Linked DNA regions of Hordeum vulgare: regions 1 and 2 are each linked to region 3. Evidence: chromatin contacts called from public Hi-C data. All regions are on one chromosome and are shown on one strand. Each heading gives the region's core, a stretch centred on a gene start, on an enhancer-like site or on the middle of the called end of the contact. The rest is flanking DNA. Distances are from core to core; before and after follow the strand shown. Region 1 holds the start of LOC123425674 (kinesin-like protein KIN-4C). Region 2 holds the start of LOC123425675 (protein STRUBBELIG-RECEPTOR FAMILY 3-like). Region 3 holds the start of LOC123425677.

Region 1 (4,202 bases), core at 1,370-3,869, 230 kb before region 3:
TGTTGCACCCAACGCTGAAGTCACGGACGGTGGGACCGCTTGCTGCGGCGCGTGACGGCGGTATAGGTCGGCACCGGAGCCGACTGCTGGAGAAGAAGAATGCTGCGGGCGCCGGCACGGAAGTGCGTAGCCCCACGACGGGGAAGCGCCTCGACATCGAGAGGAGCATCCCGAAGCCACGCCGAATCGTCGACGATGAAGGAGAGAGCGCCGAAGAAGATCTGGTGACCCATGCTCGAATCTCCACCGGACGACATGACGAAAGGAAATAGTCGCAAACTCGCCGGAAGTCGCTCAGACGCCTGCCCCACGGTGGGCGCCAACTGTCGTGGGTATAAGCCTGACAGTAGATGTGTAGGGTACGAAAAGGATGGACAGAGTCCCAGCTACGGCGAGGTTGTATGAGTTCAGGCCCCTCTACGGTGGAGGTAATAGCCCTACGTCTCAGTGCTCTGGGAGCTTGTTGTCGAGTGGAATATGGAATACAATGATTTTCTAACCCCTGCACCAGAGGGGGAGGGTGGCTTATATAGAGTGCGCTGCCCTCCACAACGGTTCCGGTACAGGGGTGGAGTAGTGGCGATTGAATGCGTACGTTACCGGTAACGTACGTCCTAAATGCTAACAAATGCATAGGGAAACGTACGACCGTTTCCCTCCAGGGGGGGTTACGATGTTCCGAGTGGCAGCCAGTCGGTTAGTTGGATGTTCTCCGAATGCTAGTCTCCGACTGGATGGTCGAAGACCTGTTGCCGACTGGACGATGGGGACTCCTTAATTCAGTCGGAACTGACTAAGGGCCTTGTCCCTTATGAGGGGTAGTCCTTGGGTAGGACTTACAGGGCAGGCCTATGACCCTACCCTAGGACTATAACCCCATCATCCCTGATGTCGGAATTCGAGATGAAGGACTTGGGTAAAACCAAGTTCTGTCTGGGTCTACAACTCGAACATTCCCCTGATGGGATTTTAGTGCACCAGTCTGCCTACGCCGAGAAGGTGTTGGAAAGATTTGGATTTGACAAGGCATATCCTTCTAAGACCCCGATGATCGGGAGATCTTTGCAGCCAGACAAGGACCCGTTCAGGCCTAAGGAAGAGAGGGAGGAAACTCTGGGACCAGAGGTTCCTTACCTGAGTGCCGTTGGGGCACTCATGTACCTCGCGAATTGTACACGGCCAGACATTGCTTTCGCCGTCAATTTGCTAGCTAGGTACAATTCTGAACCTACCAAGAGACATTGGAAAGGTGTTAAGGACGTCTTCCGCTACTTGCAAGGGACCAAAGATCTCGGTCTATTTTATAGAAGGAATCAAGACCTGTCCCTTATAGGCTATGCCGATGCTGGGTACCTGTCGGACCCGCATGATTGCAAATCACAGACTGGATATGTTTTCCTTTGTGGTGGAACTTCTTTCTCCTGGAGATCAACCAAGCAAACACTTGTGTCGACCTCCACAAACCACTCGGAAATAATGGCACTATTCGAAGCGTCAAAGGAATGTGTATCGCTTCGGCGGATGATCAGCCAGATTCAGCAGACGTGTGGGCTGAACACCGTACAAACCCCTACCATTATCTACGAGGATAATGCTGCTTGTGTTGCACAAGTTCAGATGGGTTATGTGAAGAGTAACCTCACAAAACATATTAGTCCCAAGTTCTTCTATGCACACGAATTGCAACAGATGAACGGGGTGAGAGTCTTGCATACTAAGTCGTGTGACAATCTTGTTGATATGTTCACTAAATAATTACCGGCATCGTCTTTTGAGAGGTGTGTACGTGGAATCGGTATGATGAGACTTAGAGAGATGCAAGGTTCAGGAGGAGAAACTTCACAAATTCGTCACTGAAATCTCGATCCCGATGATTGAGTACTCAACCAGGTGGTTGAGTGGATTGTACTCTTTTTCCCTTGAGTAAGTTTTCGTGATGTTTCTCACCTAAGGTTTTAACGAGGCAATTCGTACAATGCAACAACGTATACTATGTGCTCTTTCTTCATATTTTTTCCACTGGGTTTTTCGGAGTTTTTGAGGCATGGATATACGGATAATTACCCAAGGGGGAGTGTTGGGAAACCGGGCTGGCTCATTAGGCCTCGCGCGGGCATGGCGGCTGGTCAGCGTACGAGGTACGCAGCCAGCCCCTCCCGTTTCCCTGGTCTCATGCTAGATGGATGCTTATCATTTCTCCCCATACCCCTATATAAATAGAGAAGAGGCAATCATTTTATCATTGTAACAGATACTTCATTGATTAATAAAGCTTTGTTCCCTCTCTACGTTCTAGTGTTCTGTGACTTTGTGTGTTCGACGACTTCGACTACTTCAACTACGACGCTAGCTCCGCTCCGCAACCTTGGACCGAACTCACCGGCAGGAGTTGCGGAACAGAAACAAGGTGTTAAAGATAAATTTTCCAGGAGCGTAAGCATTAAAAAACACAGCAAACCATCCGTGGTACTGGCCGCCAACGCCATTCAAATAGGGGCGCAAACTGCCTGGTCGTGGCACGTGCTTTACCGTCTTGACAGGGAAGGGGGGGCCGCGTTTCCACCCCCGTTTGAATTTCGAAATCGGATCCGAAGCCGTTGCGTTGGGTCCACCACCCGCTGGAGGAGCCCCCCCGGTTCTCATTTCTTCCCATTTTCTCTCGCACGCCTCCCCCTCTTCCGTTCCGTGCCGAGCTCTCCCTCCCTCCTCATCCTCATCCGCCGCCGCCGCCGCCGCCGTCACCAGGCGGGTCTTCCCCCACCGCCTCTCTTCTCCCGCGCGCCCGCGCCCCCTCCTCCCAGCCGCAGTCGACGGGAGGCGCCGCCACGGCGAGGGCACGGTGAGGTGAGACGAATTCAAAACCCTCGGCTCAGATTCCAAACTCCGCCCGAATGGATGCCCGGATTTCACAGATTTCCGGCTTGCGGTGTCCAGATTTCTTGTTTTCTTGGGGTGTGCTTTGGGCCTTGGACCTTTTCTTGACCGGTTCTGGGAATTTCGTGTTTAGGGTTCCGATGGGGAGCTCGGATATGGCGTCGCAGCCGCAGGGAGACAGCGTCAAGGTAGCCGTCAACGTCCGGCCGCTCATCACGCCGGAGCTCCTCCTCGGATGCGCGGACTGCGTCACGGTCACGCCGGGCGAGCCGCAGGTATGGTTTTCTTGGTTCCCTCTGCTGGTCTTGGCAACATGCGCTCCCAGGATTACAAATTGAACTTGACGGATAGGCGGGCCCATGATAGATTCGGATCGACACGATGTGTTCTGGCAGTTGATTCATTCGTTTACCAATCTATCTGTCTGGTTTGTTGCCATCCGAGCGGTCCGTGAAATCATGTCTCTGCATTCTTGACAAAATAATCATGACATCTGTGAATTTCTCTTTCTTGGAGCATAATCTGGGCGGCCAGATCCACCAAGGGCTTGGGTGCATACGGAAGATCAGTCGTGGGGCCCTGGTTCTATTGCTTAGGAGTTAGGACCAGTATCTTTGCTGATTTTGAGCACACTGTTAAAACGTGTTGTATTTTCACCATTGAATTTCTCTTCAAGAACATTGGAATCTATCGTGCCTATCGGAATGAATGCTGAACCAGTATAATTTATATGATTACCACTCTATCAGGAGATTTCCTTTTTCTGAATGGCTTATAAGTCTACACACATGTTTATGGTGCTGTTTTGTGCTATTGTAGGTTCAAATTGGCCCACACGTGTTCACTTATGATCATGTCTATGCCAGCACGGGATCTCCTTCCTCGTTGATATTTGAGCAATGCGTGTATCCACTAATCGACTCATTATTCTGTGGATACAACACCACTGTGCTAGCTTATGGACAGGTAATTATTTTGTATGTTGGAAGTAGTCTCCACTCTCCACACGGGCAATTACAATTGGTTACTTTATTATAGCTTTGCTCCTGGCTGTTACTGTTGTTAACCTAGCAGCTAATATAACCTTTATTGACAGTTTTATTAGGAAGATGCTTTACTTGTTGCTGTTTTGTGAGTGTAACCGTGTCAACTTTATTTTAGCATCACTATAAGGATATCTGTGCGTGATTGAAGGGAGACAGTCACCTATTCAGTGTTTGTGCTAGAGGTTTATCCATCACTTTGCACAATGTATAATTTTTAGACATTCATCTATTCAATGTACATTACTAGATGGAGAGCCATATTTTAGCGACTACGGATTCATC
Region 2 (4,065 bases), core at 599-3,098, 180 kb before region 3:
GGTAGCCCCCGACGCCCTACAGGAAGGTCCGACGGCACCCTCAGGCATCGTCGCGTCGATGTCGGCCAGGCCGACAGGGATTTCTCCCGATCCCAACCTTCACTTCGGGCGCTTTGGAGCTCGCCCCGAACCGATCACCACCCTGCGCTAACACAGTCTTGAAGATTCCCACACTGTCTCACCATGACACCGTGCAGTAGGACTTGCACAACGAAGAAGAGGAGCTGGTACTTCGAGCAGCAGCACCGTCAACACACGGGAGGGCCTAACCTCCCTCGTCCCTGACGGGATCCGACCGGACGCAACAGTAGGAGCATACCAGGCCCGTAAAGCTCCTGTCATCGCACTGCAGAATGCATGCCCTCGATATCGCTGCTCCCGTGTGAGCCGCTCTACCACTTCGCCGCGCCGGAGGCAACAAACCCACGCCGGCGCCGTCTCGCTAGGATCCAGATGGGGCCTTGAGGGCCGAAATCTGGGTTAGGGTCCTGCCACAGGCCACCTAGCACAACCAGGGCGCCCCGATGCCAAGTGTTAGCATCACCACCGTGCCTGTCGCCGGCCCCTGCCGCTAGGACGCTGGACCGCCGCGTGTCGAGCTGCACCCGTCGCCGAACCCTGCCCCAGGAAGGGCGCCGCACGTGGGGGAAAGGAAGTCCCCTCGCCGCCGAGACCACCCGACCAGATCCAGGGGCACCCTCCGGCGGCAACGGGGAAGAGAGGACCGAGGGGATAGGGGCGAAGAGAGAAGGCGGGCGAGCCGCCCCGCCCCGCCCATCGGTCGAGGAGGCGACGCGAGGCGGGGTCAGGAGGAGGGGGAAAACTCCAATGCAACAGAGTCCATGCCCTCATAACATAACAATGTTTCTTTTTTCACAGCCACCACTCCGTCTTCCACACTAGCCACATGAATGCACCCTAGCCGATTGGTCGACTTTGCCTGCCAGGTGACTAAAACTAACACCATTCATCAACATGAAGGCTATTTTTAGGACTGCCACTTCAACTCCCACACTGATCATGAGGCTATGCAGCCAAGGCAATGCCCCCAAACGGAAAGCGATGAGCACATCACCAACAACGCTCCGACAAAGGCCAAAACTTCGGTTTTCACGCGGATAAGCTGAGACCCAATGACAAGAGAGGTGAAGGGGCTCAATGATGGCACCTTCGATGAGGGGGACAACATCTCATCACCTACGTTGACCGAGGTCGGTGCTAGGCTTTCACGGGAGCCTACCACACCTGTCATCATTGCAACCAGCCCATCAAGACACCGCCACATGAGCCGCAACAACGTCACATGATGCATCTCGCCCGTCACCTTCATCCAACACCACAACTTGCGAGCAAACTGAGCACCATGCCGCACGAGTAACACCTCGCGCCGCCATGAACATGCAACATCTCGAAAGGCCGGATCCGCGCCAAGATGAATGATGGAACAACTCCAATCACACCAAAATATGGCCATATCTAGAAAAAAAAAGATGAGTTCACACACACCAATGTCCCAAAAACTGGCTTTATCGTGACATGGAAATCAACAGCACTCCACAGCCACACAATACGTAGTCGTAGAGCACAACGCAACATTTTCCTATGTTATCAACGACCCTGTGCAAAAGGAGCACCGGGTGCCATGCCTTGAAAAAGATTGAACCACAACCCTACCTTTTGCCCCCGGTTCCCTTGTGCCATTCCTCCACATTTTAGTACTACTCAAAATCAAGCTATATCCAAAGGAAAACAACCACCAGGGCCTGCCGTCACGATCGCCACCACTGCTCATTCCTAGTGCCCACTACTAGTAGTACTAAATTTAAACCCAGCCACGGTGCTTTGCTGCGCCTCTTTGTCCTCTTGCTCATTCCTCACTCCCTACCCCAGCTCCAGCAGCTGCTCCCGGCTCTCGCCTATCCGCCGCCCGCCTCCCCCTTTCCCCGCGGTGGATTTGCAGCAGCAGCAGCAGCCAGCCAGCGGTAGATCTATCCACATCGGCCCCGTCCCTGTCCTCTTTCTCCCCCCTCCCGTGGCCGGCCAGCCACTCCCGCCCCATCCCTCTTCTTCCCACCGAAATCCTTCGCGGCCAAGGCTCCCGTCCCGAGCTCAAGCAGCGCTTTTAAACGCGCCCCGAGGAAAGCGGGGGACGAGTCGCACTGCCCGCCGAGCCGCTGGTCGCGCCGCCTGGTCGTGGCTTTCGGTGGCGAGCTGCTCCGTAAAGCGACAAAAGGCTCTAGGTTCGGCGAGAATCCGCAGGTATCCGACGCATCCTCTCTTCCTTTCTCGTCCTTCCGGCGCTTTTGCTTTGGCCGCCTCCGCACTCTGTTTCTTGGTGAAGAAAATAAGCTTCTTTCGGGGACGGGGGCGCTGGCGGGTTTCTTGCGGGGATTTCGGCAGTTTTTTCCGTTACGGAACAAAATTAAATCGCTCATCTGCATTGCGTGACTTCCTTGTGTGTTTTTTTGCTCTTCAATCTTTTATCTCGTCCCCCCCCCCCCCCCCCCCCCCCCCCCCCCCAAGAAAAACGCATGCATATCCATCGTTCATCTGGCAGCCAGCCCGCAGATTAAAGGCCGCATCCGTGGTGGAAACTTGTTTTCAGGTCAGGTGATGCCCGCGGCGGAGGATTGATTTGTCCATGGCTGCGCGACGTGCGGTGATGAGCAAGCCCCTACGCTCGACGCTCGTGGCGCCGCCGCCCCTGGCTGCTCGCGCCGCCGTTCTGCTGCTGCTGCTGCTGCTCTCGGCGCTGCCGCACTCGCTGACCTACACTTACGAGCAAGACGGTATAAAATACTACTCCGTATCTTTCTTGGTCCAGCAGTTGGTAGTACTGTCATCCAGGGCTTCCAGATTATTTATTTATGTTCTGGCCGTGCTGCCTTGTACTGCGCAGATTATACTTATGATGCAAATATTATTATTATTAGTATTCTTGTAATCTTATGCAACACCTTATGTTGTGTTCTTTTAATAGTGTTTGCGATAAATGGCTTGTACACGGCGCTTGGATCACCGTCCTTGCCTGGATGGGTCACGAATGGGGGCGACCCCTGCGTCGAAAACTGGCAGGGCGTTGGATGCGCAGCATCGAATATCACCGCCATGTATGTGATTAGTGCTGTCGTGTTGTTGCTTAATTTTCTCTATCGGTTACCTGAACAATGTTTTCTTTTTGGGTAGAACTCTCAATGGTATAAGTTTGGGTGGACAGCTGGGTAACACACTGGCGAATTTCACGTCGATAATCACCATGTAAGTTGATCGCGTGTGGAGTACTAAATTGACACTATGCTATTGTGTCGTTGCATAATACTTGTTGGTTTATGCAGAGAACTTAGCAACAATAATATTGGTGGAACCATACCTGATAACCTACCAGTCACAATGCAGCGCTTGTATGTCTATTCGAGCATTCTACTGCTCTTCTGTTCCGCTTGTTATAGCTATTTCTTCACTAATCCTTCTCTTGTCAATCATAGTTTTCTATCAGGAAACCAGCTAAGTGGGCACCTTCCAAACACATTGTCGACGCTTACACTTTTGACAGACATGTAAGTATACTATTACCAATGCATGACCACCAGCTCTCAGAATGTTACAACTTCCCGGTTAATTTCTCAAACTATCCCACTTTGTGTCCTTTTGCTTTGCAGGTCCCTCAGCAGCAATCATTTGGATGGGGAGATACCAGATGTATTTTCAGCACTCACCGGACTTATAAATTTGTAAGAACACGTCGATTTCTCTGATGGCTTACATGCTAGCATTAATTGTTGTTTGATGGCTCACAACAATGACAATTGTCAATCAACCTTGTTCATTAGAGATTTTTCTTCGAACAACTTGACTGGCCCGTTACCGCCTTCGGTGGGGAACTTAAAAGCATTAACTACCCTGTGAGTATCTATGCCTATTTTCATTGATAAAGTACGCTGGTATCAAACCACTTAAAAATCTTCTCTCGGCGCAGGCATATTCAAGACAATCAAATATCTGGGACCCTGGATGTCCTGCAAGATCTCCCTCTGAAAGATTTGTATGACCACTCAACTTTTATTT
Region 3 (4,285 bases), core at 692-3,191:
AGATATTGTGAATAATATATCCACTCAAGGTGACTGTAAGATGTTGCTACACCAAATTGATATCCAGGTATTTAATCTGTCTTGTGGGCGTTTTAAATTGTAGTCTTATCCTTTACAATTTTTTTATTGGAGTTGCCCACTATTTGTTCTGAGAGGATCAAGAAAGTCAGATCTTTGTGGGCATGGTGAATTTCCTTTTCGTTTTCTTATTACCTGAGTTACACATACAATTAGTTAGAGTGGGCAGACTGGTTAGTTAGTTAGTGTACGTAGTAATATTATATGCTCTGAAAGAGAACTTTTAAGTGGCTCAAATCTTCTGTACAGTTGATCTATTCTAGAGATGAACATAATCTGATTTTGTCATCTTATGTCCAATTGTTTCCATCTACAGCGGAAGCGAGCTAGATACAAGAAGATGATCCGTCGGCATATGGACTTCCGAATCCTTCGTTCAAAGATCAAGAGTGGTGCTATCTCTTCTGCCAAGGAGCTCCTAAAAGACATGCTCGTGTTTGTGAATAATGTCCTCACATTTTTTCCAAAGGCCACACTGGAGCACATGGCTGCAATCGAACTTCGAGGTCTCATATGCAAAACGTTGCAACAGCGTTCAGTCGCACCATCCATTAATTGTGAACCGGCAGCGATAGCTAGTGACCCTGTAATCAAGAAGACCAAGGCAAGGATCGCTAGTGGCCCTGCAATCAATAAGACCGCTGCTGAGCCTGTATTAAAGAAGACCACGGCAGCGCTAGCTAGTGAGCCTGTAATAAAGAAGACAGTGGCTGGGATAACAAGTGAGCCTGTGATGAAGAAGACAGTGGCTGGGATAGCTAGTGAGCCTGTAGCCAAGAAGGCGGCTGCAGGGATAGCGAGTGAGCCTGTAATCAAGAAGACGGCGGCAGGGATAGCGAGTGAGCCTGTAATCAAGAAGACTGCTGCAAGGGTTGCAAGTGACCCAGTAAGCAAGAAGGCGGCGGCAGGGGCTGCTAGTGCCCCTGCAACCAAGAAAATTTCTCGAACATTGCCGCCGGTACGTCATGTGCCTCGTGATGCAAAGAGAAGCAAGGTTTCCTCAAGGGAGAGCGGAAGCACTGTCAGCCAGGGTGAGAGCGAGACCAAGGACGACCCCGCGGATGCAGCGGCAACTGCTGATGAAAAAACCGTTGAGAGAAGCGTGCCAGCCGCCAAGAAGCGAGGGGTCGGGCGGCCTCCAAAGAGCGGGCAAAAGCGCGCCGCCACTGTGCCGCCGCAAGACAGTCCTAGCAAAGGCAGGAAGAGGACTCGACGGTGACAGGGAGAAGCGACGCCGTGGATATGCAGACGTGTTGTGTACAATCCTACAAGGAGGTCCTAGAGTAGCTCCATCCAGTGTTGTGTACCACCCTGTCAAAGACTAGGCAAAGGGAATCAGGATGTTTTGTAACAGGAAGGAGTGGTGGTTTTCCTGGTGTTTTGTTTAAGGTCAGCTAGATGAAGCGCAACTTTTGTCTGTAGAGATGTGATCCGAGTTGTTAGGCGCTATATATATGTCTGTTATAACTGTATATGTAATACCCTTAGAACTTTCCTTGGTCAAGTATATGCCAGCGCAGAATTTTGGAGACAGGTGTTGATGTCTGTAGGAGTCAATTCCTTTTTTGCTCTTGGTTCGGGGACGTCGTGATCTGGAGCAACAAGAGAGGGTAGTTTGTCAAGAGTAGCATTGAAATTGAAGCATTTTTTTTTTGAGGGGGTTGAAATTGAAGCAGCTGTGGTGGGTCGGGGCCTCCACATTCCTGGGCCGCGCGGGGACCGAGGGAACCACGAAACAAACCAAGCGGAAAACCCGGTCGTGGCAGGCAGCCGAGCCGAAACGGGCTGCTCGCATCGCGCAACGCCCGTCTCCTGTGGCGGCATCACCCCGGCGCTGCCTCTCTCTCCCTCGCCAGTCGCCAGTCAGTCGGGTCGTCGTCACCTCGCGTGGCGCCGCTGCGAGTGACGGGTGCGGGTCACCCTTCCTCCGAACGTCGCTGTCTCGCCCGCCCGCTCAAGCGGCCGCGTCTGGCTCCGCCTCCGCGCGCGCCCGTGCCTTTCCCGATCTCTCTCCAAGGCATTTCCTCCTCCTCTTCCTCCTCCACGAGATAGCAGCGGCGCCCGTGCCCTCCGCGCGGAGGAGAGGAGACGACGAGACGCCTCTCCGCCGATCGTCCCTCGTCCGCCCCGGTTGCCCCATCCGCCTCCGCGGTATTGTCCCTTATCTTCTCCTCATGCCCAGCACTCCAGTAGTATCTCCGTCTCCGTGTATCGATTGGGTTTCGAGATTTCTACACTCCGATTGCGCGCTGGCTGCGCGTCCTCGCACCCGCGTTTCCAAATCCCAGAGCGCGCCTCGCCGTTCGCCGCGAGCTGCGGGTGGACAGGGTGACTTGGCCGTGGATGTGTAGACATCGTCACGTCACCGACGCGCAGGGCAATATGTGCGTCGTGTGTCTCGTGCTTGCAAGGGATTTATTGATTGATTGGTTGATGATGAGAGGGCCGTCCTTTTTTCTTTGTTGCTCGCGCGAAGCGAACAAACGGAATGACATTTTTTAAAGGGATCGAATGTCGTTTCTCTTCAGTGTTTTCATCAAGTAACGCCCCAGGGTTCTGTCGTCACTCTGAAAACATACTCAGCCTCTGCAGTTTTTTTTATGTCGTGAATGCAGGGTTCCATGAACGGAGAAAAGTAGCGCCTAGTGGGACAAGGTGGGTTCCCTTGTGCTTCCTTCATTTACTTAATGCTTCATTTGTTGTGAAATCCTGCTAAAATGCAGGGTTGCTTGGTTCTGCAGAATGGTCACAGGAGCTGCTGTCACTGCTCTAAGATGAGACTGAGGCTGCGTCTGCTTGTTCTGTGCTTGATGATAATCCTATTTGTGGTTTACAACATGGCAAGCTACCAACGCAGACAGACGGCGGTAACGCTCAACCTTTTCTGAAATTCCCCTTTATATTCTGCTCGACAGACGATGCTCAGCTCATCCGATTATCCGCTGTTACAGTTGGATGAAGACGCTCCCCCGTTTGATACGATGATGGTATGTGAACCCATCGTCTCCATCAAACGGACAAATTGTTTTGTTTGCTGCGCTAGTCTTGAAGCAGATAGTCTTTTGTTGCCGAGGCGTTGACTAGCTCCATTGTACATATCAGGAGTCTGACAGGGCTGCTGTTAAGGTATCTGGGACTGGGAGAGCTACTGCCAAGGTGACACACAGAGCTGCTTCTACTGCTAGGGTCGGGTTTTTGCCTCATGGTATAGTGGAGCCTTACTCCGACATGGAGCTCAAGCCACTATGGCTCACAAGAAGCGTTCAGTCAGAGGTCAGTTGACCTGTTCTGCCTAACATTGTTGGTTTCAGTACAATATTTCTGTTGGTTTCAGTTTCCGAACGAATTTAACAGCCTTTAGCTGCTCCCACCTTCCAGAGTACAAGGCCATATGCGGTATTTAATGCTATGTTGGTGTTTTGTCTCAGCAGGAGCCTAACCAGAAAGACAGGTGCTTGATTGCTATCCCTGCTGGCATAAATCAGAAGAAAAGTGTAGATGCTCTTATGAAGAAGGTACTTCGTTCACCACTTCTTCCAGCAGTGATTTGTACATACAATTATCATGTAACTCTTGAATGCTCAGTTTCTTGCAGAGAACTTTACAGCTATATTATTCCACTACGATGGGAAGGTCAATGATTGGAATGATCTACCATGGAGCAAAAGTGTGATACACATCGCTGCTTCTAATCAGACAAAATGGTATGGCCTCTTTCTACCCTTTCACTGAACTAAGAGTCGCAGTCGGACCTTGACTATCTACAATTTGTACCGATCTGGTATCATTTAATTTCAAGACGACATCTATCTTTTAGGTGGTTTGCTAAAAGATTCCTCCATCCTGCTGTTGTCTCGATGTACAAGTATATATTTCTTTGGGACGAAGATCTTGAAGTAGATAATTTTAACCCAAGCAGGTATATGTGTTGCATGAACCCCGGTATTCTTCTTAAACCTGTCATTTCCTATCTGTCATTAAAAATATGCCTAGTGCCAAGGTATCAGTCATGTGATGTGTTCAGAGCGCAATGTATTCAGCTCTTATATCCTGGCCCAAGCAACTACGAGTCAATTGCAGAAAACTACCACATTTGCGGCTAGGTTTGCAGAAAACCACCAAGTCGCTAATCCATTGCAAAAACCACCGTGTTCTTCGTAAATCTTTTGTAGAAAACACTGATCGCTCACTTTGCTGCATTTAATCG

What was found. A called contact is a pair of places that touch in the nucleus more often than the background predicts.
Region 1: a Hi-C map of seedling shows a contact between it and region 3, with 5 times the contacts expected there. The contact joins the promoter of LOC123425674 here to the promoter of LOC123425677 in region 3. A contact is called at or near these places in 3 of 6 Hi-C or Micro-C datasets (leaf and seedling) and 1 of 1 datasets of contacts at active chromatin or transcription factors (embryo).
Region 2: a Hi-C map of leaf shows a contact between it and region 3, with 4 times the contacts expected there. The contact joins the promoter of LOC123425675 here to the promoter of LOC123425677 in region 3. A contact is called at or near these places in 4 of 6 Hi-C or Micro-C datasets (leaf and seedling) and 1 of 1 datasets of contacts at active chromatin or transcription factors (embryo).

What each region holds. Positions count from the first base shown.
Region 1 is chr2H:163,245,053-163,249,254 of MorexV3_pseudomolecules_assembly, forward strand. It overlaps LOC123425674 (kinesin-like protein KIN-4C), which reads left to right and starts at 2,620. Exons shown (of 27, transcript XM_045109377.1): 1 at 2,620-2,844; 2 at 3,008-3,149; 3 at 3,694-3,840. The coding sequence starts at 3,015.
Region 2 is chr2H:163,304,053-163,308,117 of MorexV3_pseudomolecules_assembly, forward strand. LOC123425675 (protein STRUBBELIG-RECEPTOR FAMILY 3-like) reads left to right here and starts at 1,849. Exons shown (of 19, transcript XM_045109378.1): 1 at 1,849-2,259; 2 at 2,606-2,789; 3 at 2,981-3,110; 4 at 3,187-3,258; 5 at 3,336-3,401; 6 at 3,486-3,557; 7 at 3,660-3,731; 8 at 3,831-3,902; 9 at 3,977-4,042. The coding sequence starts at 2,642.
Region 3 is chr2H:163,480,665-163,484,949 of MorexV3_pseudomolecules_assembly, forward strand. It overlaps LOC123425677, which reads left to right and starts at 1,942. Exons shown (of 16, transcript XM_045109381.1): 1 at 1,942-2,229; 2 at 2,694-2,733; 3 at 2,820-2,945; 4 at 3,030-3,065; 5 at 3,181-3,351; 6 at 3,510-3,593; 7 at 3,664-3,782; 8 at 3,896-3,997. The coding sequence starts at 2,853. It overlaps LOC123425676, which reads left to right. Exons shown (of 5, transcript XM_045109380.1): 4 at 1-67; 5 at 395-1,611. The coding sequence ends at 1,297.